Linked DNA regions of Mus musculus: regions 2, 3, 4, 5 and 6 are each linked to region 1. Evidence: chromatin contacts called from public ChIA-PET, Hi-C, HiChIP or PLAC-seq and promoter capture Hi-C data. All regions are on one chromosome and are shown on one strand. Each heading gives the region's core, a stretch centred on a gene start, on an enhancer-like site or on the middle of the called end of the contact. The rest is flanking DNA. Distances are from core to core; before and after follow the strand shown.

The links. Promoter capture Hi-C pulls out the DNA fragments that hold promoters and counts their contacts. Hi-C and Micro-C count contacts between places; a contact is called where the count stands out from the background. ChIA-PET counts read pairs in DNA pulled down with a chosen protein or histone mark. HiChIP or PLAC-seq counts read pairs in DNA pulled down with a chosen protein or histone mark. Capture Hi-C pulls out chosen DNA fragments and counts their contacts.
Region 2: a contact with region 1 is called in an RNA polymerase II ChIA-PET map of memory CD8 T cells, with 14 read pairs. The contact joins the promoter of Spo11 here to the promoter of Pmepa1 in region 1. A contact is called at or near these places in 1 of 39 promoter capture datasets (liver) and 2 of 115 datasets of contacts at active chromatin or transcription factors (memory CD8 T cells and pancreatic cancer cells).
Region 3: a contact with region 1 is called in a Hi-C map of regulatory T cells, with 5 times the contacts expected there. The contact joins the promoter of Rab22a here to the promoter of Pmepa1 in region 1. A contact is called at or near these places in 1 of 39 promoter capture datasets (pre-B cells), 1 of 484 Hi-C or Micro-C datasets (regulatory T cells), 2 of 115 datasets of contacts at active chromatin or transcription factors (memory CD8 T cells and pancreatic cancer cells) and 2 of 9 other capture datasets (adipose tissue and liver).
Region 4: a contact with region 1 is called in a promoter capture Hi-C map of liver. The contact joins the promoter of Rae1 here to the promoter of Pmepa1 in region 1. A contact is called at or near these places in 3 of 484 Hi-C or Micro-C datasets (the AML12 cell line, the HL-1 cell line and pancreatic cancer cells), 1 of 115 datasets of contacts at active chromatin or transcription factors (memory CD8 T cells) and 1 of 9 other capture datasets (liver).
Region 5: a FOXA1 HiChIP or PLAC-seq map of pancreatic cancer cells shows a contact between it and region 1. The contact joins the promoter of Vapb here to the promoter of Pmepa1 in region 1. A contact is called at or near these places in 1 of 39 promoter capture datasets (liver) and 1 of 115 datasets of contacts at active chromatin or transcription factors (pancreatic cancer cells).
Region 6: a contact with region 1 is called in a promoter capture Hi-C map of embryonic stem cells. The contact joins the promoter of Bmp7 here to the promoter of Pmepa1 in region 1. A contact is called at or near these places in 3 of 39 promoter capture datasets (embryonic stem cells, hippocampal neurons and liver), 3 of 484 Hi-C or Micro-C datasets (embryonic stem cells and palatal mesenchyme) and 1 of 115 datasets of contacts at active chromatin or transcription factors (embryonic stem cells).

Annotation. Positions count from the first base shown.
Region 1 is chr2:173,274,035-173,278,123 of GRCm38.p6, forward strand. It overlaps Pmepa1 (prostate transmembrane protein, androgen induced 1), which reads right to left and starts at 2,499. Exons shown (of 4, transcript NM_022995.3): 1 at 2,054-2,499. The coding sequence starts at 2,150.
Region 2 is chr2:172,978,278-172,982,195 of GRCm38.p6, forward strand. It overlaps Spo11 (SPO11 meiotic protein covalently bound to DSB), which reads left to right and starts at 1,565. Exons shown (of 13, transcript NM_012046.2): 1 at 1,565-1,747; 2 at 3,702-3,815. The coding sequence starts at 1,617. It overlaps Gm52538 (a long non-coding RNA gene), which reads right to left and starts at 843. Exons shown (of 3, transcript XR_003953974.1): 1 at 801-843; 2 at 1-64.
Region 3 is chr2:173,657,777-173,661,694 of GRCm38.p6, forward strand. It overlaps Rab22a (RAB22A, member RAS oncogene family), which reads left to right and starts at 2,069. Exons shown (of 7, transcript NM_024436.3): 1 at 2,069-2,365; 2 at 3,656-3,735. The coding sequence starts at 2,330. It also overlaps the pseudogene Ppp4r1l-ps.
Region 4 is chr2:172,997,817-173,001,794 of GRCm38.p6, forward strand. It overlaps Rae1 (ribonucleic acid export 1), which reads left to right and starts at 2,301. Exons shown (of 12, transcript NM_175112.5): 1 at 2,301-2,560.
Region 5 is chr2:173,735,548-173,739,629 of GRCm38.p6, forward strand. It overlaps Vapb (vesicle-associated membrane protein, associated protein B and C), which reads left to right and starts at 2,024. Exons shown (of 6, transcript NM_019806.5): 1 at 2,024-2,203. The coding sequence starts at 2,146.
Region 6 is chr2:172,937,230-172,941,603 of GRCm38.p6, forward strand. Bmp7 (bone morphogenetic protein 7) reads right to left here and starts at 3,092. Exons shown (of 7, transcript NM_007557.3): 1 at 2,426-3,092. The coding sequence starts at 2,840. Gm40010 (a long non-coding RNA gene) reads right to left here and starts at 2,416. Exons shown (of 3, transcript XR_867069.2): 1 at 1-2,416.

The DNA.
Region 1 (4,089 bases), core at 1,249-3,748:
TCTCTTTTAGTAAGTAGACTGTGCATACACAAAGTGGGGACAATCCTGGACTAACGGGTGGTGACAGGGTATTTCCAGGCACCAAGCCTGGGCGAGCCTCTTATTCCAATGTTGATGGGGGCAAATACCGGTTACCACCAAGAGCTTCAAGCCATCTTGGTTTCAACCAAGATATCATTAGGGCCAATTACCAGTCTGTTCTCTACTTCTCCGAATGAGTTCCAGGGATGGAACTCAGGCTGTCAGACTTGACAGCATCTTGCTGGTACTAGAGCTGATTCAACGAAGGGACAAAATTAAGATTGAAGTCTTTTGTTGTTTTTTCAGAGAAAAGACAAGACCAGAATGTCCAACTGGTCTTTGTCATACAAAGTGAACCTCCACGGGAGGTTTCCTAGGGCATTTCCAGGAGAGAGAAGAGAGGAATCCACAGAGCAGGGTCAGCCTCTCCCCAGACACGTGCAGAAAACTAACATCCTCTAGATGGTAAATTCCCTGAACCTCTCTGATCGTCGCACAGGGGCTCCTGGGAAGCCTTAGGGTTTGGTGCCAAGGAAAGATCACAGACTGATGGCACTGGCTCCTGGCAGGTTTTCTTGACATCTCCTGTCTTGGGGCAGGCAGCAAGGCAGCTGGGGAGAAGTGGGATTCAGTGACGCCAAGGCTTTCAATTTCAATTCCAGACTGGGAGACAGTGAGTCAAATTCGGCACAAGGGCCCCACCACCCAAACCTACTTCCTCTGCTCAGGTGGGGCCCGGTCGTGGGCTATTTTTTACCCTTGATGCTTTACTGTACATGCGGGGTGCTGGGGCGGGGGTGCAAACTGTGGCAGCTGCCTGCAGAAAGCAGCTTATGAGTCACCTAGCGACTGCCCAGGTCTGTGGCAGTTGCCCCTGGGCTCCACAGAGGACCGCTGTCTGGGTTAGGGGGAGGCTGTGTACCCTTTTGCCCTAAGTGCTTTGGGGTAAGATAGAGAAACTAAACAGAAAGGCAAAAGGTACCCCCTCCTCCCCAAAAATGTGGGTTAGGGGAGGAGCGCAGATTAGAGGCAGATGGTAGGGAATGAGGTTTCAATTCTCCACCCAACCCAACAGCCACCTGGGTGGGCCACACAAGGAAGTAGATGTTCGCTGATCTCAACTTCTGGAGGTGCAGGATGGGGTTCAAACGGGGCACTCACCACCCTGAGTCTACCACCTCCAAGGAGGTCTCAACACAAACAGCCCCAAAACTTTGACTCATTTGTAACCACCGTCCCAGCCAGAGTGAGCCAAGCAGTCCAGACAGAGGCTATTTATAGGAGTCCGGGACAGACATTCACAATGACACACACTGGGGATCCGCGGTGGGCTAGACGCGCCAGCGCTGAGCCCTGGATTCAGACACCTGAACACAAACGGTCCTTAAATCTGGCTGGATCCAGATCATATCCCCAACCCCCGCCACGAGCACACAGCAAATCAGTCACACTGAGATGCAGGAACACTCGGACACGCACTCGGCCGGCACAGACCGCGACTCTGAACCACAGACACCAAAAGACGCGCGGAGACTCAGACAGACAGACTAGCGCACTCTACATACGCACGGAAACCCGGGACGCATCGCCATGGCCACTCCAGACACACGCCAGGAGCCCCAGACACCTCCCGGGCCAGACAGTGTCTCCCCCGCCCGCTCCCCCGCCCAAAGTTGATAAAGAGCCTAATTGCTCCATCGCCGCGGCCCCTAGGGAAAACGGAATGGAAACTTCCCCGACCCGGCTCCCCTGGCCCTCCCAAGAGGCGCGACGTCCCCGCCGAGCCCCGGGTCCGAGTCGGGCCGGGCGGGGCGCGCGCGGCGGGGACCGTGCCAGGCTCGCAGCGCCGCGGGACAAAGCCGGGCCGGCCGCCAGCTGCCGCGAGCCTCCGGGAGGGCGCGCCCCGGGCGCGGCGAGCGCAACCGGGGAGCCTGGGCGAGGCAGGCGCGCGGCCCCCGAGTCCCCACGCGATCCCGATGTCCCGGGCCGGGGATCCCACGGGGCTGTCCCGGGGGGAACAGGGCACACTCACTGATCTCCATGCTGGGGAACAAAGAGCGCTGGCAGTTGCACGCGCAGGAGACATTGGGCTGCCCGGCGGCGGCGGCGGCGGTGCCGTTGACCCCCATCAAGCGGTCACGGGCGGCGCGGGGCGCGAGGCGCGGGGCGCGGGGGCGGCTCCGGCCGGCGCGCGGGGCTCGGGCCCCGCATACAGCGAGCAGCGCGGCGCGGGCTCGGGGCGCCGCCGAGGTCCCCGAGGCGAGCTGGGTCCCCCGGCCGCCGAGCGGGAGCCCCGGGGCGGCGGGCCGTGGCCGCGGGCGGCGTGCGGGGCACGGGCGGGCGGCCGGGGCACGGGGCCGCCGGGCTCAGCCTGCGCGCCGGCCGATCCGCAGCTGAGCGCCGCCGCCCGCTCCTCATTCAAGTCCAAGGAGATCGGGTTGCGCCGCGCGCCCGCGGTCGGAGGCAGGCAGACGGTCTGACGTCAGCGCTAGACGGGGCTGCCGGTTCCCACCGCGCGGGGGCCGCGGAGGGGGCGCGCGCTGCGCCAATCCCCGCCGACGGCCCCCGCACCCTCCTCGGCCCGGGGGGCGGGCCCGTCGCTCGCGGGGCGGGCTCTTAAAGGGCCCGAGCCTAGCGTCCATGTAGACCGGTCGCCGGCGCTGCGTAGACCCAGCGCCCTCGAGACTCCGCAGGCCCGGTCCGCGGGAGCCCCCGTGCCTGCGGCGGTCACAACACAGAACAAGAATCAAGACGAAAAGTTAAGGTGTTCTCCTCTCCAACTCCTGCCCCTGGGGCCCTCCACCCAGGCTTTTGGGGGCACCCGAAGACTATAAGGTTTCTGGGGCGCCTTGGAAGAGTTTAATGCATGGAGATCAGAGCATGGAGGGTCTGGAGTAAAGACCCATCCATAGCTGTATTTCTCAGGAGACTGAGAATTAGTCTGAGCCCCTCCGCAACCCCCAACCCCGCGCGGCTCTTTAACTGGGCCTTTTGGATAGACTGGAATTTCTGTAGACACGCCCCGAGAAGCGCCCCCTGGTCCTTGCCTTGTAAATTAGTGCCCGGGACTGGGGGTGAGAGTGTGTGTGTGTGTGTGTGTGTGTGTGTGTGTTACTATTATGGGACACCCAAGCAGTTACACACCCTCACCCTCTATCTGCCGCCCCAAGGGCCACCGACTGGGTTGTGTGGCTCAGAGTGTAAAAGGGGGTCAAGGGAGGGTGCTTTTTGTTCATTAAGTTTTAATTAATTACTGGAGAGCTATGGGAACCCGTGCTCTGGCTTCAAAGATATTAAACTGTTACATAAGAGGCCTCCCATCCCTAGCGCAAAGCCAGCCTCAAATATGAAGTACGCCTCCTTGACCCATTCCTAAACTTTCAGTCGCCTGGCGTGCCTACTGTGTGCCAGAAGCACACCAGATAGTAATGTCTCCCATAGCAACTTGGGGAGACAAATTATTATTTGGCTTCATTTTACAGCCAGAGAAAGTGTTCGGTTCAGCTAAGCACAGCGGTGAAGGCTCAGGAAGACGGAGCCTAAGTTCTGCACAGCCTGATGGAGTACCTGTCCCTGCCCACGAGGGATCCAAGGACTTTAAGGGGCTGTGTCCCTTGTCATTAAAGAAGGGGAAAGCTTTCACAGGTTTTTGTTATTTATTTTTAATAGACTGGTGAATAGGTGAAGCTGAGAGAATAGTTTTCAGAGCAGCCCAGGAAGTGGGTTCCTCTGCCTAACCTTCCGTGACCTTCCTGGAGGAGCCACCGCGGAGCCCAGTGTCCTCCCAGAGGGAGGTTCCAAGGTGCTTAGTCCATTTGTTTGAAATAGCAGCTCAATCTTGCTTTTTGTTTTTAATATTTATTTTTTTATATATGTATGAATGCTTTGCCTGTGCGTGTCTATGCGACGTGTGTGTCCTTTATGTCAAAGGCCAGAAGGCCATTGATCGATCCTCTGGGAACTGGAGTTACAGATGGTTGTGAGCCACCGTGAGGGTGCTGGAAACTGAACCCAGGTCCTCTGGAAGAACAGTAAAGTACTGTTAAGGGTTGAGCCATTGCTCCAGCT
Region 2 (3,918 bases), core at 315-2,814, 300 kb before region 1:
CTCCTTGGGCTGAGGGCTTCCTGAGGACAGAGACCTAGCTCCCTCATCCCTCTGGTAACCAGCACTGCATAGCACATGAGAGGCAACAGGAAGGAGTGTGATAATGATAAAGAAAGGCTCTTCACACAGGTCTCACACACACACACACACACACACACACACACACACACACACACACACACACACGCAGTGTTGGCTTTTAGCCTAGGCTCCACTCCATAGTTACTTGGCAATAGCCAGCTGGGCCTGACTCATTATAAAAGGGGTTGCTTGCCCCCTCCTCTCTCTCTCTCTCTCTCTCTTGCTCTCCTGTCCTTGCTCTCTTCCCCTCTTCCCCCTCTTTCCCCATTTCCCTCCCCCCTTCCTCCCCCCCATGTGCTCATAGCCAGCCTCTACTCCTCTATCCCCACCCCCCCTTTCTCTCAACTCCCTTCCCCATCCATGCCCTAAATAAACTCTATTCTATACTACAGAATAGTATAGGGAAGTGTGGCTGGTCCCTCAGAGGGAAGGGATGCCTCAGCATGGGCATGCAGAGAGGAGGCTGTTATTTCTGCCACTAGACTATTAGAAATAAAAACTATCAACTGGGGCCTGTGGTCAGGTGGCTCTCACGGGATCAGTCCCAGCATCTCTCATACACCTTGATTCAAGCCACTTTGGTCCAGTCAGTTTTTTACCTCATCCCAGTCTCTCTTTGTTAAGGATACGGTTCTAAGAGTCAAGGCTCCTCTAGGACTTCAGAAATCCCACCTTCTGCTCTAGAAGGCTCAGAGAGAATAAAGCGAGACATGTCTTACCGTAGGTCTGCAAGGAGAGGAAGTGATATTCACGCTATTAAGGCTTAGGATGGAAATACTATTTTCAGATAAGCAACAACTTTTTATATATTTTTAAAAATTCACTTTTTTTAAAAAAATATTTTTATGTGTGAGTACCACATGCATGCAGGAACCCACAGAGGCCAGAGGGCATGAGGTCCCATGGAAGTGTAGTTTTAGGCAGATATGAGTTGCCTGGCGGGGGTCCTAAGAAATGAATGAACCTAGGCTCTCTACAAGTGCATTAAAATTCTTAACGCCGAGCTTTCCCCAACGACAATCTTCTTAATAAAAGCAAATCCCAAACATGTTTTGGACAGTAAAAAGCCTTTAATCCCGGCACACAGGAGGAGGCAGGTGGAGAGGACCTGGTACAGAGGCAGGAAGCCAAACCAGGCAGAAATGTTTCCCTTCTCCCATACCTATCCCCAGGTCCATGACCGTCCTAGTGAAAAGTTGTAATTATTACCTCCCCAAATGACCCCCCAAAAGAGCTTTGCAAGTATTATTTCCCCTAAGTTATCAGACCAAGAAAACCTCGACCCCAGAGATCTGCATCTGAGAGCTTCATGTCCTCCCTGAAGGGTAGTGTGTGTGTGTGTGTGTGTGTGTGTGTGTGTGTGTGTGTGTGTGTGTGTGTGTGTGTGTTGGGGGGGCGCCTCAGAGGCCCCTGCGCCTGCGCACTCTGCTCCGCGGGCTGTCCCGCGGTCAGTGGTGCAGTGCGCATGCGCGTGGCTAGAGCGCGGAAAGGTTCGCAGGGGCAGGAGGCCTCAGAGCGGCTCCGCATCCGCCATTATGGCGTTCGCGCCTATGGGGCCCGAGGCCTCGTTCTTCGACGCCCTGGATCGGCACAGGGCTTCCCTGTTGGCCATGGTGAAGAGAGGCGCAGGGGAGACCCCTGCCGGGGCCACCCGCGTGGCCTCTAGGTACAGCAGCTCGGCAGGGCCATGGAAAGCCCGGGAAGGTTCCTCGTGGCGCCGAGGTGGCCTCCGTGGGGAGAGCGTCGGAGGCCACGTCCGAGCCCCGAAGTCGGTGCTCCCTAGTGCTCCCTGGTGGTGACCGGGACCCTGTACACACCAGATGTTTTCTAGAATGTTCCAGGCGCCCCGCTCTGGCTTAGTTCCTAGGTTTATCAGTGTCCTTTATAGTCAGAGAGCTTGAGACTTGCTTTGGATTTATGGGGCTTTGTCTTGTTTTGTTTTGTTTGTTTTTGTTTTTGTTTTAAATGAAAGCTGGGCTTTAATTTCAGCACCGGGAGGCTGAGGCAGGCAGGTTTCTGAGTTTGAAATCAGTAGTTCCAGAATAGCCAGGGCTGTTAGACAGAGAAACCCCATGTTGAAAAAAAATTGTGTGTGTGTGTGTGTGTGTGTGTGTGTGTGTGTAAAATAGGTTTGGGAGTGAGGGATAGAAGAGGAAAGAGAAAGTGAAAAGCGTTTACTCTCTGAACTACCACTAATTAATTTCTCAGAACTAACAAGGACATCATCACATTTTAAGTAATTTATAATAAGACTTTTTTTTTTTTAACCTGAAGGGAACAGATGAACATATTGTAAGTAATTTCTTCACAACCAACTACAGAGACTCTCCTACGGTTCACCTGACTATATCTTGACCTTCAGTATTTGTCTCAGCCTATTCCAAACTTTGAAAAAAATTGTGTTAGAAAATAGTAAATGTTTTAAAATCCATTTTCTGATCTATCCCCCCCCCCACATACACACAGTAGAAACGTTGAGAATTGTGTGGTTGTTAAAACTCAACATTTTGCCCATCTTCTTTGTTTAGCTTGGCTTTCCTCCTTAGGCAATGTGCCAATGTTGCTTAAAATGATTGAGATATATATTTTTTTTAAACTGATGGTTTGTGAAATTAACAGCCAGCTGGAGAAAGCTGGGTTCAGTCTTGATATTTTGTGGTAAAGAGGCATGATTTTTTTGTGGCCAAGTGAACTATTTAGTACAAAATTCATTTTTTTTTCTTTTCTTGTAGTGATTAATTTTTTTCCTTTTGAATCATTACAATTTAAGATGGTTAATTTTTAGTCATGATATCAATTTTAGGGCAATGTGCTATAAGAAAGTATGTATGTGTGTGAGAGCGAGCGCGCTTGCTCACTTGCAGGAGCGTATATGTGTGTTAATGTTTCTGCATTGAATTCTTGGGAAGGAAGTTCAAAGCTAGTCTTACATCATCCTCAGTTAAAACATTTTTACAGTAGTATTTCAAGCCAAGTCTGTATTGAAGTTCAGCGACATTGAAGTAAGTTAATGTGAGCAAATAAAAAATGTATTTGTAAGTTATATTAGCTCGTCATTAATGCAAAAGGGTTCTTTGAAAGAGGAATTTACAGGTAAATCTAATTTTTTGTAAGTAAGCGCTATGAGAACAGTTGTTGGAATCCATGCCAAGGTAAGAATTTGGTAAGAGAGATGGTTACTGACATGTGTTTGCAAGGCTTAAAGAGACAAACAGAAGCGAGGAGGGGTGGTCCACATCTGCAATCCCACCATCCAGGAAAGCAAGGGAGGATTGTGGGTTTGAGGCCATTCTGAACTTCATGGTGAGTTCCAGGTTAGCCTTTGCTACCTTGTGAGACCTTGTCTCCAAAAGCAAGACAAAACAAAACAACAAAAATATGATGAAATAAAGAAATTGTGCCAGGTGGTAGATGTCCATGCCTTTAATTCCAGCACTTGGGAAAGAGAGGCAGGCAGATCTCTTGAGTTTGAGGCCAGCCTGGTCTACAGAATGAGTTCCAGGACATCTAGGGCTCCACAGAGAAATCCTGTTGGGGTGGGGATTGGGAGGTTGTCTTTGTATTGATCTGGGAGATGTTACATGGTATAAAATTAGATCTTACTGTGTTTATTGTTTCAGTTCTGAGGTTCTTACAGCTATAGAAAATATTATCCAAGACATAATCAAAAGCTTGGCAAGAAATGAAGTGCCTGCCTTCACAATAGACAACAGATCGAGCTGGGAAAACATAATGTGGGCATTTTGCAATTTTATTTCTCTGTTTTAAAAAGATGTGTGTTCGTGCTCCTGCGTGTGTGTGTGTGTGTGTGTATGTGTGTGTGTGTGTGTGTGTGTG
Region 3 (3,918 bases), core at 819-3,318, 380 kb after region 1:
CATGACGATTCACAACAGTAGCAGAAACACAGCTATGAAGTAGCAACAAAACTCATTTTATGGATGGAGGCCTTCACAACAGGGGGAACTGTACTAAAGAGTCACAGCACTAGGAAGGTTGAGAACCCAAAGGCTTAGACAAACTGCCCAAGGAGAGGATAGATAAGATACCACCTCAAGTGCAGGCCCGCCCCAGCTACTGGGCGAAGAGCATTTGTAAGGCAGTGTGCACAGTAAAACAGAGAACAGAGTCAAAAGGAACCAACTTGTTGTCTTCTTTAACATCCATGGCACACCAGATGAGAGACACTGACCGCTCCAATTCTCAGCCTTCTCTAGAAGACAGGCTAATCCCACACACTTCCCAGGGTAGCAGCCAACATTTACTGAGTGTTTACTATGCACAAGGACTCATGTCACCTTCTTTGATGGTTTAATCTTTACAAAATCCCTCATTATGCAGCCCTGGCCCAGCCTGGAACTCACTCTGCAGACCAGGCCGGCCTCGAATCCATAAGACTTAGGAGGTAGGATGCTACTCTGGTGGTTTTGCAGAGGAAACGACCAATGAGGCTCTAAGCGGTATGGTGACCTGCCCCAGATCCCACTGCAACTGGAGTGATCCAGGACTGCACCTGAGGGCTGACTCAAGGGCCAGGCCTCTTCACCACTCACTTTTCTTTTCTCTCCAAGTGTCATGCTACACTAATAGAGTTGACACACACACACTCACACACACACACACTCAGGGATCAAATGTGCTCAACACTGCAATGGTCTACCAAACATTCTCAGTCAACATCAACTCCTGTCAGGGAGTTTCAGGTAGGGAAGGGAAGGGGACAGAAGTAACTCCTAGGGCTGGGACTCAGGAAGCCCCAGTTGACTGTGGTGATTTGTGTCATCTGAGGTGATTTGACCTCAACCACCAGCAAGCCTCCCTGGGTTTTTTTTTTTTTTTTTTCCTGCTCCCCTCTGGCTTGTGAGGGAGATCTAGTTCATCTTTGTAAATTCATAAGCCCAACAAATGGCCCGAGCAAGTAGAGGTAGGCGCTGAAAAACTATATTGGATAGACAAGCCAAAGCTTCGTTTGTCCATTAGCCACAAATTGGAACTTGCACTTCGAAGGTGGCATCTCTCTCAGCTACTGTCTCTTAAAATAATTCCAGAGAAGAAGTGGAGGCTGAGAAGGGTCAAGTGGAAGAGACCCACTCAAAACATGGAAAGCAGTGGGCTCCATGAAGACATGGAGCTGGCCAGGCCCACAAGTAGGGCGTCACTCCCAAGCCCTAACTAGGAACCCAAGGAGGTTCCTCCCAGGTTGGGATTGGCTTTCCCTCTCACAGCTCCTAGCGCAGCCAGAGGAGAAAGTGACAGGAAGACAAAGTTTCCAACAGACCCAAGTCCTAGCCCAGGAGGGAAGGGCACCTGAGAAGAAGCGGGCTCGAGATAGGCTCGACCTGAGGCTCCTGTCCCGTCTAAGTGCACCCCACAGTCCTCTGGGAGGGACCCAAGGAGGGGCGGGGCGCCCCAACTGTTACTTACAGTCCTCTAAGTCATCCTGCAAGTCCACAAAGTACAGAGGGATCTCTGAAAAAAAATCAAAAGACACACAAGGAGCTACACGGGGCTGCGCGGGCGGCGAGTCCCGGGCTCGTGCGGAGGTGGGGTGAGGGGGGCTCTCGGGGAGGGGAAGGGGAGCCGTCGGAGACCCCTGAGCCTAGACCCCACTCACCCGCCATCTTAGGATGTGCCAGAGGGCGGGGCTGGAGGCGGGGGCGAGCCCAGAGGCCACGCCCATCCCTCGCGCTCCGCCCACCAGCCTGGCCTCACTCACCCGCCGCCATCTTGGGACGGGTGGAAGGTGGAGCTAGAGGCGTGGTAGCTTCAAGATTACGCCCCATCCCGCCCCGCCCACTCCTTAGAGAAGATGGGGCTGAGGCGGAGCTGGAGGGTGGGGCGACGCTGAGGCTCCGCCCATTGGTGCTCCGCCCACCCGCCTGTGAGCTGCGAGCCGGCCGCCCCGCCCTCGCGGAGAAGGTGGCTGCCGAAGTGGGCGGGGAGGTCAGGTGACCCAGCTGGCGTCCCAAGATGGCGGCGGCGGTAGCGCCCGGGAGGCCAAGGCGGTGTCCCGGCTGTTGAGGTGACTCCGCCGGACAAGTGACGGGGTCGGCCGGACCGGAGGGCGGCGGCGGACGCACGGCCGCCCGGAGTGCTCGGCCGGGACTTGGCGGTGAGGCGGCGGCGCCGGGGGATGCTGGTGCTGGGCCGGGCCTCTCCCTCCTCAACTTAGGGCGGCGGCGGGCCCGCACCCCTGGTTCCCGGGCCATGGCGCTGAGGGAACTTAAAGTGTGCCTGCTCGGGGTAAGTTGCAGCGGGCGGGGTCCGGAGGGTCGCGGAGGCCGGGCGGGCGGGCCCCGGCACTCCAGGGCCCCTTGCACCCCTTTACGCTCAGCGCGGGACGCAGCCCCCCACAGACCCCTTAGGGCGGCGGGACCAGCAGGCTGTGCCCCACCCAAGGCCCCCAGGTGTCAGGGTGGCCCCCGGCGCCCCGGAGCGACGCCCTCTTTCCATCCCACAGTGAAGTAGCCCACAGGTAGTTTCCTTCCAACTTTGCGAGGGACACCTTTAAAGTTAGACAAGTTTCTGAAAGTTAACCCTCCCCAGCAGGGCTTTGGGTTTTATGCGCACACTTGGCCTCCTTTCAGCAATGTGGGATGGTTTTGAACTTTTGGGACGTCTTTGACACTTCTGCAAGAGTTACTTTCCATTAAAGTTCACTCTTCACTAGAACAGGGAGGAGTTACCAGGACTTTGAAGGTTCAGCTTCCGGTCCTCTCACAGTAGTTTGGCCTTTTCAGAGCCTTCTAATGATCTCCTTCCTGAGTTTCTGTTTTAATGACTGAAAAAAAAAAAATTCCAATAACTACATGGTTTTTGCCCCTTAGCAGGGTGGGGCTAGGGTTCATCCCGATTACTCCGCAACTTGGGAGCGCATAGTTTTACTGGTATATGTTAAAAGGCCAGTGAGTCCAGTCACCTTTCACACAGGACAGGCATTGAAGAGGCCTTTTTACTTTGGGAGGGAGCAGGAGTTCAGTCTTAGAGACTAAACCTAAACCTTGTACATCCTAGGCAAGTCCCGCCACTGAGTTGTGTGTCCCCAGTTTGCTTGCTTCTATTTTTTTAGCAGGATCTCCAGAAGTTGCCCAGGATAGCCTTGAAATCTCAGCCTCAGCAGGCCTTGAACTTGGAACCCTCCTGCCTCTGCCTCCCAGATTTGCTAAGATCGCAGTCCTGTAGCACTAGGCCGTCGTAGGTCTTTCCGGAGGTCCTAGTGTCACTTAAGAACTGCAGAATCCTTCCCCAGTACTTTCAAGATGGTTTCTCACTAGTTGGCCATGACTGGCACTGTGCTCAGTTCTTAGGCTAAGAAATCTGCCTGCTTCTGTCTCCCAGGTACTGGAATGAAAAGCATGCGCTCTGGCCCCGTAATATAGTTACTTCACTGACTTATTACAGAAGCCTGTTGTGTCTCTCCATCTGCAGATGGAAATGCTTTTTCTGCAGTCCTCCACTTTAGGCTACAAAGTAGTCTTGGGTGTCTACAAATAGGTTAGTTTTTCCTCAGTGCCCCATCTTACTCTCTTTCAGGATACGGGTGTGGGTAAATCGAGCATCGTGTGGCGGTTTGTGGAAGACAGTTTTGATCCGAATATCAATCCAACCATAGGGTAAGAGAACAAGTTTATTTACTGTATACGTCTATCCCAGAGTTCGTGGAAAGTCATCGCAAGCAGGAACGTGTGACCGGGTGTAACTCCTGTTGTCCTGAACTTGATGAAATTTTGAATTGCTGGGTCTTGACATTCCCAAAATGATTTGAGAGAATACAGTGAGGTTTACTGTATCCTAGG
Region 4 (3,978 bases), core at 1,051-3,550, 280 kb before region 1:
ACCTATCGGGTCTGCATTTCACATCACAGATCTAAAGCTCTTTGAGAGAAGGTCATGAGGACCCAGGACACATAAGCAGCCTCACGCGCTCGGTATTTTCTCAGTAACTGGCAGGCTCTGAGGACACTGGGGCAGGACCCACGGTTCATAGTCCGCAGTCTGTGAAACAAGGGGATGGAGGGGGTGGATGGTAACGAATGCTAAAGCTGGGGGGGAAAGATGACCTTTCTGCCCGACATGATCTCCCCGTGGCCTGCGAGGTTGATAACTATCTGAAGCTGGCTGCATAGGCTGCAACACCACCTGTCTTAGTTACAGTTGCCACTGCCGTGATTAACACCATAAGCAAAGCACGCTGGGGAGGAAAGGGTTTATTCTGCTTAGGCGTCTACATCACAGGTCATTAGCAAAGGAAGTCAGGGCAGGAACCTGGAGCAAGAGCTGATGCAGAGGCCATGGTGGGATGCTGCTTACTGGCTTGCTTTCTGTGGCTTGCTCAGCCTGCTTTCTTATAGAACCCAGGGATGGCCCCATCCACCATGGGTTGGGCCCTCCACCACTGATCACTAATTAAGGAATTGCTTTACTGTCTTGCGCACAGCCTAATCTTATGGAGGCATTTTCTTAACTGAGGTTCCCTCCTGTCAGATGACTTTAGCTTGTGTCAAGTTGGCATAAAACTATCCAGCACACCCCGCAGGACTATAATGCAGTGCTGCAAGGGCCATGGCCCTAAAGGGAACTGTGCTGTTTGCTGCTTGATGGTTGTGGCCGTTACTGTAAAGCCTCTTTGGTCACTGTCAGCTGCCCTCACTAAGGGTGTGCTGTGCTGGCTAGTTAATGAATTCTTTAGACAGGGATCACAAGGCTGGGGAGACAGAGGAATCAGTCTGGGCGGGTCCTGGGAAGGTCATAGTAACAATGCCCTGTGAAACCAACCTAAAGGAGCCCTCTACTCTGGACCCAACTCTTCCCCTGAGCCCCAACAGGAATAAACACGACGACGACAAACCAAACACTATGTACGCTAACTAAACCTTGTTATTTGACTTCTCAGGGGATGGGAGTAAGTAGATGATCACCAAGTGTCCTAGACAGGCCTGTTTCCTCTGTGTTGTACTGAGGTCCCTTAAGACAGGTAACCAGCGGCCAGTTTTTATTCCATTGTTCTGTAACCCTGTTCCTGCCTTACATTTTTAAAAATTGTTTTGGAGACAGAACATTTCTGTGTAGTTCTGATTGGCCTAGAACTCACAGAGACGCCCCCCCCCACCCCCTGCCTCTACCTCCTGCGTGCAGGGATTGGAAGGCCTGCCAAGTTGCCCAACAAGGAAACTAATTTTGTAGGGACCAATCACATTTTGTTCTTCCTCACTGACACTTGTCCTTTCTCTCTCTCTAAAACCGCTTTCCCTGATTGGTTCATTGGAACCCCCATTCTGGAATCTAGCTAACTATGTTGTCATTTTATCTGACACCTTAAACACTCTATGTGGAATGTTTCATAGAGCAGGACTTTTGTGTTTCAAACAGGCTTAATACTGACCTATTAGTACATGGGGCTCAGTAATTAAGTGTACTTGTTGCTCTTGAAGAGAGCCATGGTTCGGTTCCCAGTACCCACATGATGGTTCGACTATCTGTAACTCCTGTTCCAGGGGCTCCTACACAGTTTTCATGCCTCCCCAAGCATGTGGTGCATATACATACACACAGGGACAACATCCATGCACGGAAATAAATCTTAAACATCTCAGGGAGTAGGAACCATTCCCCTTATCATACCGCTCGGGATGTTCCAAGTAGGCAGCCTCTCAGAGGACAGTGCTAGATCTGAGCTGGGGAACTCTTTTTTTGTTTGTTTGTTTGTTTGTTTTTTGTTTTTACATGTATATGAGTATGTTGCCTGAAGAAGTTTAAGCACCACTGCGTGCAATGACCACAGAGACCAGAAGAGGGCGTCAGTTCTCCAAGAACTGGTGTTGGTTCTCTTGGACCTGTGAGCCGTCCAGTAGGTGTTGGGAATAGAATCTGGGTCTTCCCCAAGAAGCCACTGCTCTTGGCCGCTGAGCCATCTCTTCGGCTCCACGATCATCTTTAGACGTTTAAACAACAATCAATATAACGATACACACGCGAAAACAACGCCCTCTCTCAACTAGTTGCCTGGCAACTGCGCTGGCCGACTTTCCACAAACGCACAACTGCTGGCATAAACACTTCCTCTCGCCCTCAGCAGGGCTTCTGCGCATGTGCGCCCGCCTTGAGAGGGGCGGGACGCCGTGCTCTGACGCTTTCCGGGCAGTCCCGGAAGTGGCTCGTGGCGCGTGCGCGGTGCTTCTGTGGTAACGGGGCAGTTTCCACCGGCTTGAGGCGGACGACTCGGCGGTCTGGGGTCTCCCGGCTGCGCCCCCTCTGCCCCGCGCCAGAGCAGGTCCGTGGCTTCGGGCCCCGCCGCGTGCGTGTTCCTCAGGCGGCCGCCGCGCTCCCTCCGGGAAGCCCGGGCCCGCGTGAGGAGACCGAGCCCCTCTCTGCAGCCGGACCCCGTGCGCTCCGCTAGGTAGGCCGGGCCTCTCCGCGTGCGCACACCGCCCAGGCCACGGGGGTGAGGGGACGGTGGGGGACCGCGGCGTGCGCGGATGGGAGGGGCACGGCCGAGCCGGCGGGCGTGGTCGGACGCTTGGGAGCAGCCCGAGCTAACCCAGTCAGCCAGGAGAAAGGCCCCTGAGAGCTACGGGAGCTGGAGAGATGGCTGCGCTGCCTGCCAGAGGTCCGACCGCCTCTTCACCCCCGCTGCAGGGCACCCGGTACGCCCTTGCTCTTCTCACGTGCGCATGGTGATCTGAAACTAAGTCCTCAAGTAAATTGCACGGGAGAGGAGCGTGCGGATCCCAGCACACACTGGGGGTCGTTTCGTTTCCTAACTCCAGGATGGAGGAGTTAGTTTTTCCGGTGAAAATCAAGACTAACTCACGCTCCGGAGAAACATAGCCCTGGCTGCGTGTCTGTGCATCCCTCTCCCTGTACAGACAGGCTTGTAGTCCTCAGCCCCGAGAGTTGTCTCCCGAGCCGTCTTCTGAGACGTGAATGTGCACCTTATGGTGGCTCTGACACATCGTGGCTGTCTCGAAGGCAGCAGGAGTCAAATGCGCTCCCACAGTTCCTTGCAGTTTCCCTTTCCTTGTTATTTTAAGGAAGCGACCCTCATTAGGCTGTGGATTGCTCGGGCCTTAGCCTCGCTTTTGGAGAGGTGGCTGACTTGGTGGAAGTCTGGGTTTTAAGAATTTGCTTTTTAGTAACAGCTTGAAATGTGGCAAAAGCATATGGGAGTCTGGAGTCACAGTGCACAGATGGTTTCCTTGGCAACGACACAGTTGTCAATTACATTCAGTGTTAGACCGTGCAAATCCTTTTCTTTAAATGGGCTCTTTTGTAGACCAGGCTGTCCTCAGATTTCTGTACAGTCAGGGATGGCCTGCTCCTCCTGACCCTGCCTCCCAAGTGCAGAGATCACCTGTGCCAGCTCACCTGACTAACCCTAAACTTTCTCTGCCTGTTGTGTGTATGGCCATGCATGCGTGTCACAGTCCACATCTGGGCAGAGGACAACTTTGGAGTTCTCGCCTGCCTTTCTGTTGGTTCTGAGGGTCGAACTCGGGTTTCCAGGCTTGCACACCAAGTGTCTTTACTACCTGAGCCAACTCACCAGCCACAGAGGAGCCTGGAGAATGTGCACTGTTGTTTCAGGACAGCCGGAAGATGAGGCATGGCGAGGGACGGTAGGGCCCGGTAGACTGCCACGCTCAAGAAAGCAGTGCTGACTATCGATGGCTCCAAGTCTACACCGTCACACCAGACCTTCAGTACTCAGTGGGCCAAAGTAGATTGCTTTGGATTGTTCTTTTCTTTTTTGGTGTTTTGAGACGGGGTCTCTGTGTAGCCCTGGCTCTCTTGAAACTCACTCTGTAGACAAGGTTG
Region 5 (4,082 bases), core at 774-3,273, 460 kb after region 1:
AGAGATGTGGAGTTTGGGCTTTGCAAGGTGAACCTTTGGGATGGGTGAGTGAGTTGGTTGCAGGCAACAGGAAAATGGTGTTACTGGGCCACAGTCTTGAAAATGGCCATTGTTAGGTGTAATTTACAACAACAACAACAGAGTGACTTGAGGCCACCCTGGTCTCTATATCGTGAGTTCCAGCTAGCCAGTGCTACATAGTGAGCCCCTACTTCAAAGACAAAATAGAATTAGAGACTAAGTTGACAGCTCAGCTGGTAGTGCTTGGTTATCATGCAGCCTTGGACCAACTTCAGCCCTGCATGCACTGGGTATGAAAGCTAACACCTGAAATTCCTCATTGGAGAGGTGGAGGCAGGAGAATGAAGGCTATCCTCGGCTACAGAGTGACCTCAAGGTCAGATTGGAATATAAGAGATCCTGTCTCAAAAACAAAGCAAACAAGCAACAACGGAAAGAATAAAAGTAAGAAAAATATTGACTGAAAAGCTTTGAGCTTGATGAAAGATTCTCAATCAGCAAATTTAGAAAGCCCAAAGAGTTCAAAGTACAACAAACGCAGAGACAGTGTGGCAAAACACAGAGCAGAGTGGGCGCACGCCTTTAATCCCAGCACTCGGGAGGCAGAGGCAGGCAGATTTCTGAGTTCGAAGCCAGCCTGGTCTACAGAGTGAGTTCCAGGACAGTCAGGGCTACACAGAGAAACCCTGTCTCAAAAAACCAAAAAACCAAAACCAAAAACAAAACAAAACAAAACAAAACTAGACTGAGGGAAACCTGAGTTTCCTTTAAAAGCACAAGGCGTATAATGGAGCAGTGGGTGACTATGATGAACTGAAGCCCTAAAATCTCAAGAAAGCAGAACAAAATGTCATAAAAGCTAGACTTTCATAGATTCAGTACACATGAAGCAGTAGTAGCAGAACACAAGGAAAGAACAGATGGAGAGGAAAACAATCCTGAAGAGCAAGAAATGAGAGGCCAAAAGAAACAGTACATCTAATGGGAAAACCAACGTAAAGCAGCAGAAATAAACCCAGGTACACCAACAAATACAATAAGTATAAATGGATTAGATGCACAAGCTAAAAGACAAAGACTACCCCTTGGAAACTTTTATTATGAAAATAACTTCAGGTGTATAGAACATGGGAAGTACATGAACAACATGGATATTCCTGCCATATAGAGTCATGTGTACTCTTCACACGAATGTTTGATGAGGAGGCTATGAAGGTCTATTTTACATAGTATACGTTACACAATGAAATACTAGTCACGTGCCAATGGGAACATACAGGGCTTATTTTGGGTATCAGACAGAGCTAGGCTCTCAGTTACTTTTAGTCATGTGATTTATGTGTGTAACTAATTTATTCTCTCAGTGAGGTCCTAGCACGGTGTGAAGCAGGTCGTTTTCTGGTTATTGTATTTCTAAATATTTCTTGCATAAACAAGTAATGCTATCAGCAAATGGTTCAGTGCAGCGCTTTGCGGTTTGGTAAACACTGAATGCAGAATAGCTTTTATTTATGACAGTTACTGAAAGCATTCAGCGGAGTGGCACGAAATAAGCAAACAATAATTGCCAGTTTATTATATTTATAATTGTTATTTATGAACTGTCACAAGGCCTGGCACATATCACTAACCCGTAAACATTGTGTTTGTAAGAATAATAAGTACTTTATTATATTCAGGCTCAGTAGAGCCTGGCACCACACGTGCGGGAAGAAAGTGGAAGTTTATTCTTGTTAATTATTATTATTAAGTAAAGCACTTAACAACAGTTCTCCCCGCAGGCGCTTACTGAACAGTCTCACTGGAGACCGCCCCTCCTCCCAAGCCTCGAGAGGCCACGCCCCCTGTCTCGGAAGCTCCGCCCTCTACCGCCCGGTCTGTGCCTGCGCAGTGGCCCTGAACACCCTGCGCATGCGCAGTCTCCCTTTTGTCGCTGGAGCCGCTGGCCACTGCCGGAGCCCGGCATCTGCTACGTACGTGCGTACGTGCGTGCGTCGGGGCGTGCGTGGGTACGTCGTGCGTGCCGTGAGCTCGCCCGGCACCGCGGCCTCGCCCTCCGCCCCTGCGCCCCGCCACCCAGGCCGCCGCCCCCCGCCCGCGCCGTCGCCCCCGACGGGGAGGACCATGGCGAAGGTGGAACAGGTCCTGAGCCTCGAGCCACAACACGAGCTCAAGTTCCGAGGTAAGCGGCCGGCCGGCCCGGGAGCTGTCACTCAGCGGCCGGTGCCGGAAGGGACGCGCCCTGAGGGCAGGACACTGTCCGCTTGAGGCCCGCATGCACCAGGCGTCTAATGCATGCATGTGGAGTCAGTGCATGGAAACGGTTTGCCTGAGTACCCTTCCATCAGCTCCCCCGAGGCAGCGAGCTGCCGGGGTTACAGCCCACGAAGCCCGTGCACACTTTCTGTGTAGTACACTTTCTGTATACATCTGTGTGTAAAGGTGCATGCCCAGGTGATTAAAAAGGTGCACGTAGACAAATATATATGCATGGTATACGCATGTTATAGATAGTGTGTATACATACATGTGCGTACATATATGTACATACACACACACAAGTGTGTGTGTATGTACACATGAATGTTTCCATTCACTAATTTTAAGGGCCACGAGGCAACAGGGTCCATGCCCAGCCTGTTCCTTGCTTCGTTGCATGTTTGAGTCATGAGATTGGGCACAGGAGGCCTATAAAGTTCAACAACCAGTAAGCAAGATGGCAGAATACAGTGGTAAGCACTAGGAGGAAGAGGAAGAAACTGGACTCTATGAAGGTGTACTTGAGGTTGGCTGATATGATCCTCTGTGTATTGCCCACGTGTAGCCCACAGCTGGCACACACGATTTTGGGTGGCCGAGAGTCACCCGTTTCTCCACCGCTGGGAAGTAACGTAGGATCACAGCTCTTATCTAGTTGTCGCATTTGAGTTCTGATTTCAGACGTTCAGATACTTAGCCACTGTACCCACAGACTCTTGGGAAATGCTTCAGATCTGTGGCTGTTCACCTTGCCTTCCAGGTTCAGAGTGTGCAGTGTGACTCTTACAAGGAAGCAGAGGCCGTCCAGTCAACCTGAAAACAAAAACCTTAGGCAGCCTAACACAGGGCTGTGGAGATGGTTCACCGGATAAAGAGCTTGCTGTCAAGGCTGAGGACTTTAGTTCAATCCCTGAGTCCCACATGGTCAAAGGAGAGAACCGACTTGTGCACATTGTCCGCTGACCCCAACAGGTGCAGCCTGGCACACTTGTGAACAAACACACAGACACATACACAAAAAAATTTCAATAGAAGCATCGACTTAAATGTGGACCCTCGTCACCAGAGGTTCCCCCACTTATCGGGATCCCACTTGTTAGCGACAAGGAAGTGGTGTCCGTTTGGTAGTGACTATTTGGAATTTCGAATGCTGAGTCTTTTTCAGGTTACAGTGGTGCGTGATCCCGTGCCTGACTGCACAGCAGTGAATCGCCGCCTGGTTATAACTGTAGCTCTGTGTATTTTGTGTGTTTGCACCCTGTCACGAGTGCAAGGCGTCCATCTCTGTGGTGGGGTGCTCATGTGCATAAACTCTTTGGCTGGTGTCTTTATTTATTTTGCGTTTATGTGTTGCGAATGGCAGTATGTGTGCCACAGTGAGTGTGTGGTACCCAGAAGACAACTTGTAGGAATCATTTCTGTCCTTCCACCCTTGGGGGTGGAACTCAGATCTCCCGTCTTGCGCAACAGTGCTTTTGTTTCCTGATCTGTCACACGCTGGTGTTCTCTTTTAGAGATATGTGGGTTCTCGTGTGCTGAGGTCAGTTCAGGCTGACCTCAGTCTTGAGACAACCCTCCTGATTTTGCTTCCCCAGGGCTGGTGTTACTGTCTCAGCACATATTTGAATATTGTATTGTTATCAAATGGGCACTGTGCACCTGTAGGATGACGTGAGTCTGGGGCATGTCAGCTGCGATGTTCAGAAAGGTCAAGTAGAGCCGGGCGGTGGTGGTGCATGCCTTTAATCCCAGCACATGGTAGGCAGAGGCAGGTGGATTTCAGAGTTCGAGGCCAGCCTGGT
Region 6 (4,374 bases), core at 1,842-4,341, 340 kb before region 1:
TGGCGGAGGTGTGCCGCAGTCTGTCTCTGCCACCAACACCAAATGCTCTTAGGGTGACAATGGGGCAGTTTGACAGGAACGTTTTTTCTCATTCGGGAGCAAAGGGTAAGAGTGAACTTGGCATTCTAAAAATCTTGTCTATTTCTGATCTGACCATGCTTTCTCAGCAGACTCAGTGTGGGAATAAGTTTCCAGTCACTACCCGCTTCTCCAGCCCAGCTGCCATCCCCCAAGTCACACCAGCAGGAGTAGGAGGTTCCTGCCTGTGCTGTGGCCCAGCAGAGATTAAAGATGCACCTACAGGAAGCTCTTAGCAGCTACAGTCCTGGGCTTCCCCTAATTACCTCTAGTTTAGCGACAGAGAGAGAAAGAAAACAAGACCCAGTTCATGGGTTCTGTTAAAAGCCACTCTGCTATCTAATTAGGAGTGATGATCCAGAGAGCCAGGCCTGAGAAAGTCAGGACGGTCCCACAAAAGCCCAAAGCCAGCCTCGCTGATTGAGAGGCTCAGACAAGCTAGGCTTTGTCCTTTCAACATGAAAGAAAGAACGGACTGAAAGGTGTGTGTGCAGCCAGAGGAAGCCACCCAGCTGTGGCCTCCCCAGCATGCCCCAGCTTGTACCCAAGGCCAGGGGGGGAGCAACCGCCCCCGCCAGGTTCCCAGCAGGGCCCTGGGAGCCGCCCTGGAAGCCACCTGGCCCTTTGGGATGCAGGCGGCCAGCTGGGGCCATACTGCCAGACCTGAAACACAGAGACTGGCACCAAAGTCAGGGATTATCTATTGCTGCTTGATGAGCCAGGCAAGGCGCTGAATTGTCAGCTAGGACCCACTGCCTTGCTGGAGATCACAGGAGAGAGCAGGAGAGGCCATAAGCTCTGACCCTCACGCAGGGAGAGGGCCTTGTTAAGCCTGGCTTCGGGATGGCCTCACAGATCCATGCTGACCACATGCTGCTAAGCATCTATTGAGGACTCTACTTTAGTTTAAGGTGATAAATCCACATATTAAAAAAAAGAACGGACACAGTGAAAGGCACCCTCCATCTGCCAGCAACCTAAGCCCTACCCCCAGGAAAATCTCTCTGCGATTGGCCTTTCCTTCCCTCAGGACCTAGAGGCCTTTCCAAAGCAGGGCCTCTTCTTAACAAGTGTCTAAGGAGAATTAGAATTTGCTCTATATTATTTTGGCAGCTCTATCACCAGCTTTTACACCCTGACCCTTGAGTCATTATTTTATATTTTTGACCTTTAATGGAGCCAGACAATATCTCCCAGAAGCTCCAGGGCTTTTTATCTAGAGCTGAGAGGATTAACTGGGACCCTGTCTTCACGGAGATCCCTTCCGAGCCCCGGGTGCCCAGCGAGGGAGGGGTGGTCTTCAAGCTTCATTATTTCCAAGTTGACACGGCGGGAGCCCATGGTGCGTTTGGTGTCTTGACCTGGGGTTTTCTCAGCAACTTCCACAAGCAGAATAAAAGCGACACAGGAAACGGCACTATCAGGACTTGTTATCACCAAAGCCAAATATTTGATGATCTGCCCCACAGCGCACGGCTGGGGGTTAGTTTGAGCAAGTTGAATACGTGTGCGCGCACAGCTGCAGGGGGAGCTGTCTCAGACCAGCCGCAACCCAGCCTCGCATCACTCACTGGGTTGGCTGGAACTCCAGCAGGGAAACGGGTTCCCCAGCCATTCCATGGCGGCCTCTGTTCCGAGGTCCCCAGCCACCCAATCGCCAAAACCCGTGGTTTGCGCGCCACACGTGATAAACGCTGAAAATGGATTCTGCCCGCCCGGGACCTATCATTAAACATTTAAAATAGAAAACTCGCAATGGCAACGTTCTTTCCCCGGCTCCAGCCGAGAGTCCAAAGGTGGGCGACTGGCGGCTAGGCGAGGAGCCCCGCGGCACTCCGAGCGCACGCCGAAACCAGCGCTCCGCAATGGGACAGGTAGGGTCAGAGAGGGGAAGAAAAGGGGATGCGCGGGATGTCAGAACCAAGCTGGCCTCAGAGGGGCAGAGGAAAGGCGGGAAGGCAGCTTTGCCCACAAGGGCCCTTTAAATCCAGGTAGCGCGGGCCGCTGAAGCCGGTTCAGCTCACATGACCCAGCCGGGCGCTTTGAACTAAGCCGCTGCCGAGCCGGGACCTCCCGCCCCTGAGTGAGATGAACCCGCGGCGGAGCAGACAGAGACTCAGGGCTGGGGGTGCACCCTCCGGATAGCCCGGACAAACCCTCCGAGCCAGCAAGACTTATCCGAGACGCACAGAGCTTAAAGTCTACTAAGACCCCGGGGCGAAGAGTCTCTGGCGGGCACTGATGCTTTGCAAATGGAAAGGTGGACCACAGTGGCTGTAAGCAGAGACCCTCTCCCAGTCCCAAAGTGGCCCCAGTCTGAAATATATCCCCTCCCACCGCCACTCACCTAGGTTGACGAAGCTCATGACCATGTCGGCGTCAGTGAGGAAGTGGCTGTCCTGCAGGCTGGCTAAAGGGGGGCCCTGGGTACTGAAGACGGCCTTGTAGGGGTAGGAGAAGCCCTGTCCGTCCGGCCCGCTCTCCTCCACCGCCATGGCGTTGTACAGGTCCAACATGAACATGGGCGCCGAATTATGCTTTCCCTGGAGGTGCGGGCGCGGGCGATGGGGCAACCCTAAGATGGACAGGATCTCCCGCTGCATCTCCCGCCGCTCCTGGCTGCGGAGGCGCCGGTGGATGAAGCTGGAGTGCACCTCGTTGTCCAGGCTGAAATCGGCCAGGGCGGAGCGCAGCAAGAACAGAGGCGCCCAGAGCGCCACGAAGCTGTGTGGCGCCGCAGCGCGCAGCGAGCGCACGTGCATCGCGCCGGCTCTACGCGCGATCCGGGGCACCGGGCCCGCGCCGCCCCAGGTGGCAGCGGAGGGGGCAGGGCAGCGGTCCACGACCCGAGGTCACTTGCTGCAGGCGAGCTTCAAGGCGGCCTCGCCACACATGGCCACTCCCCGGCCGGCTGCGCTTTGCCCGGGACGCCCCTGTCCTTTACTCAGTTCTGGCCCGGGGCCCCTCGGCCCGCACTCGCCAGGACGCACGGCAAGGCTAGCACAGCAACTCCAGAGAGCGAGCAAGAGAGCGAGGAGGCGGGCCGGGGTGGGAGGAGCAGCAGCTTGCAGACCTACAAGTCCGGAGAGCGAGTGCCGGAGAGGCAGCTGGGCGCTGAGCGAACCCTAGCTCCCTCCTCCCGCTCTGATCGCGCTCGGGCCCGCGGGCACCAGCAACAAACCCCTTTCCGATCTCCCGCGTGCCCAATACAAGGGCCCTGCGCGCCCGGATCGCCCGCCCGCCGCCTCGGGAGCCCCGGAGTTGGGCGCGCTGGGGCCGGGGAGCGGGGGAGGAGCGGGAGGACTGACTTCCCCGCCCCTCCCGCTCCCGCTGCCTCCCACCTGCGCCTGTCCCCGCCCTCCCCAAGCCTGGCCCAATGGCTTCATTCATTCCTCCCAGGGCGCTCTACAAATATTTACCGAGTGCCCACCGGGTGTCCGGCACTGGGACAGACGCCGCAGGGACCCAGAGAGAAGAATCCCAATCTGCCCAGCTCTCTCGGGACTCGCACTTGGAAGTGGCCAAAGTGTAGCAACTAAGGGCTGTGCTAGGAAAGCATCCGGGAGGGAGCGCAGGAATCCGAGAAGGCTCCTCGGAGGTGGCCACTCTTGGACCTGGCTCATCTTTCGAACCGCCCCCCCCCCAACACTCCATTTGCTCCAGTCATGCAAAACCCCCTCGGTACCCCCACCGCTTGCCCCTCTGCTATCCTGGCTTTTGTTCCTCGGGGAACGTTCTCTCCCTGCCCCTCCCCCCTCGGGTGCCACTTCCTCTGGGAACCTTCCAGGACTGGCAGAGATAATGTGGAGATAAAGTTCTTTCTACACTTCACTCCCCCAACACACACACACATACACACACACACACACACACACACGCGCACACACACACACACACACACACACCTCCCCTCAAGTCCAGCACCCAAGGGATCCGGGCCCAGGTACTTCTCGGCTTTTCCTTCCCAAGTATCTTTTAACCCAAAGCCTTCAAACCCCAGATGCTGCAGCTCTACAGAGTACATAAGTGAAATCTGGGACTAGAGAATGTTCCCACCCCCCTCCTCTCTTGGGGGGGCGGGGTCCTGACATGAGTCCTTTGGTACCTCACTGTCTAACAACCCCACCCCTAGCCCCAGGTAGGGCCTGAGGAGTAGGCAGTTGGTACCCAAGTTCAGAAGAGCTCCCGACTGCATTTTCCTGTCTCAAAGGACTAGCCTCCCTCTCCTCCCAGGAGGAAACGTCCCAGACAGATACTGGGTCTCTCAGTGGATTGCTGCTCTTTGGAGCCTCCGTT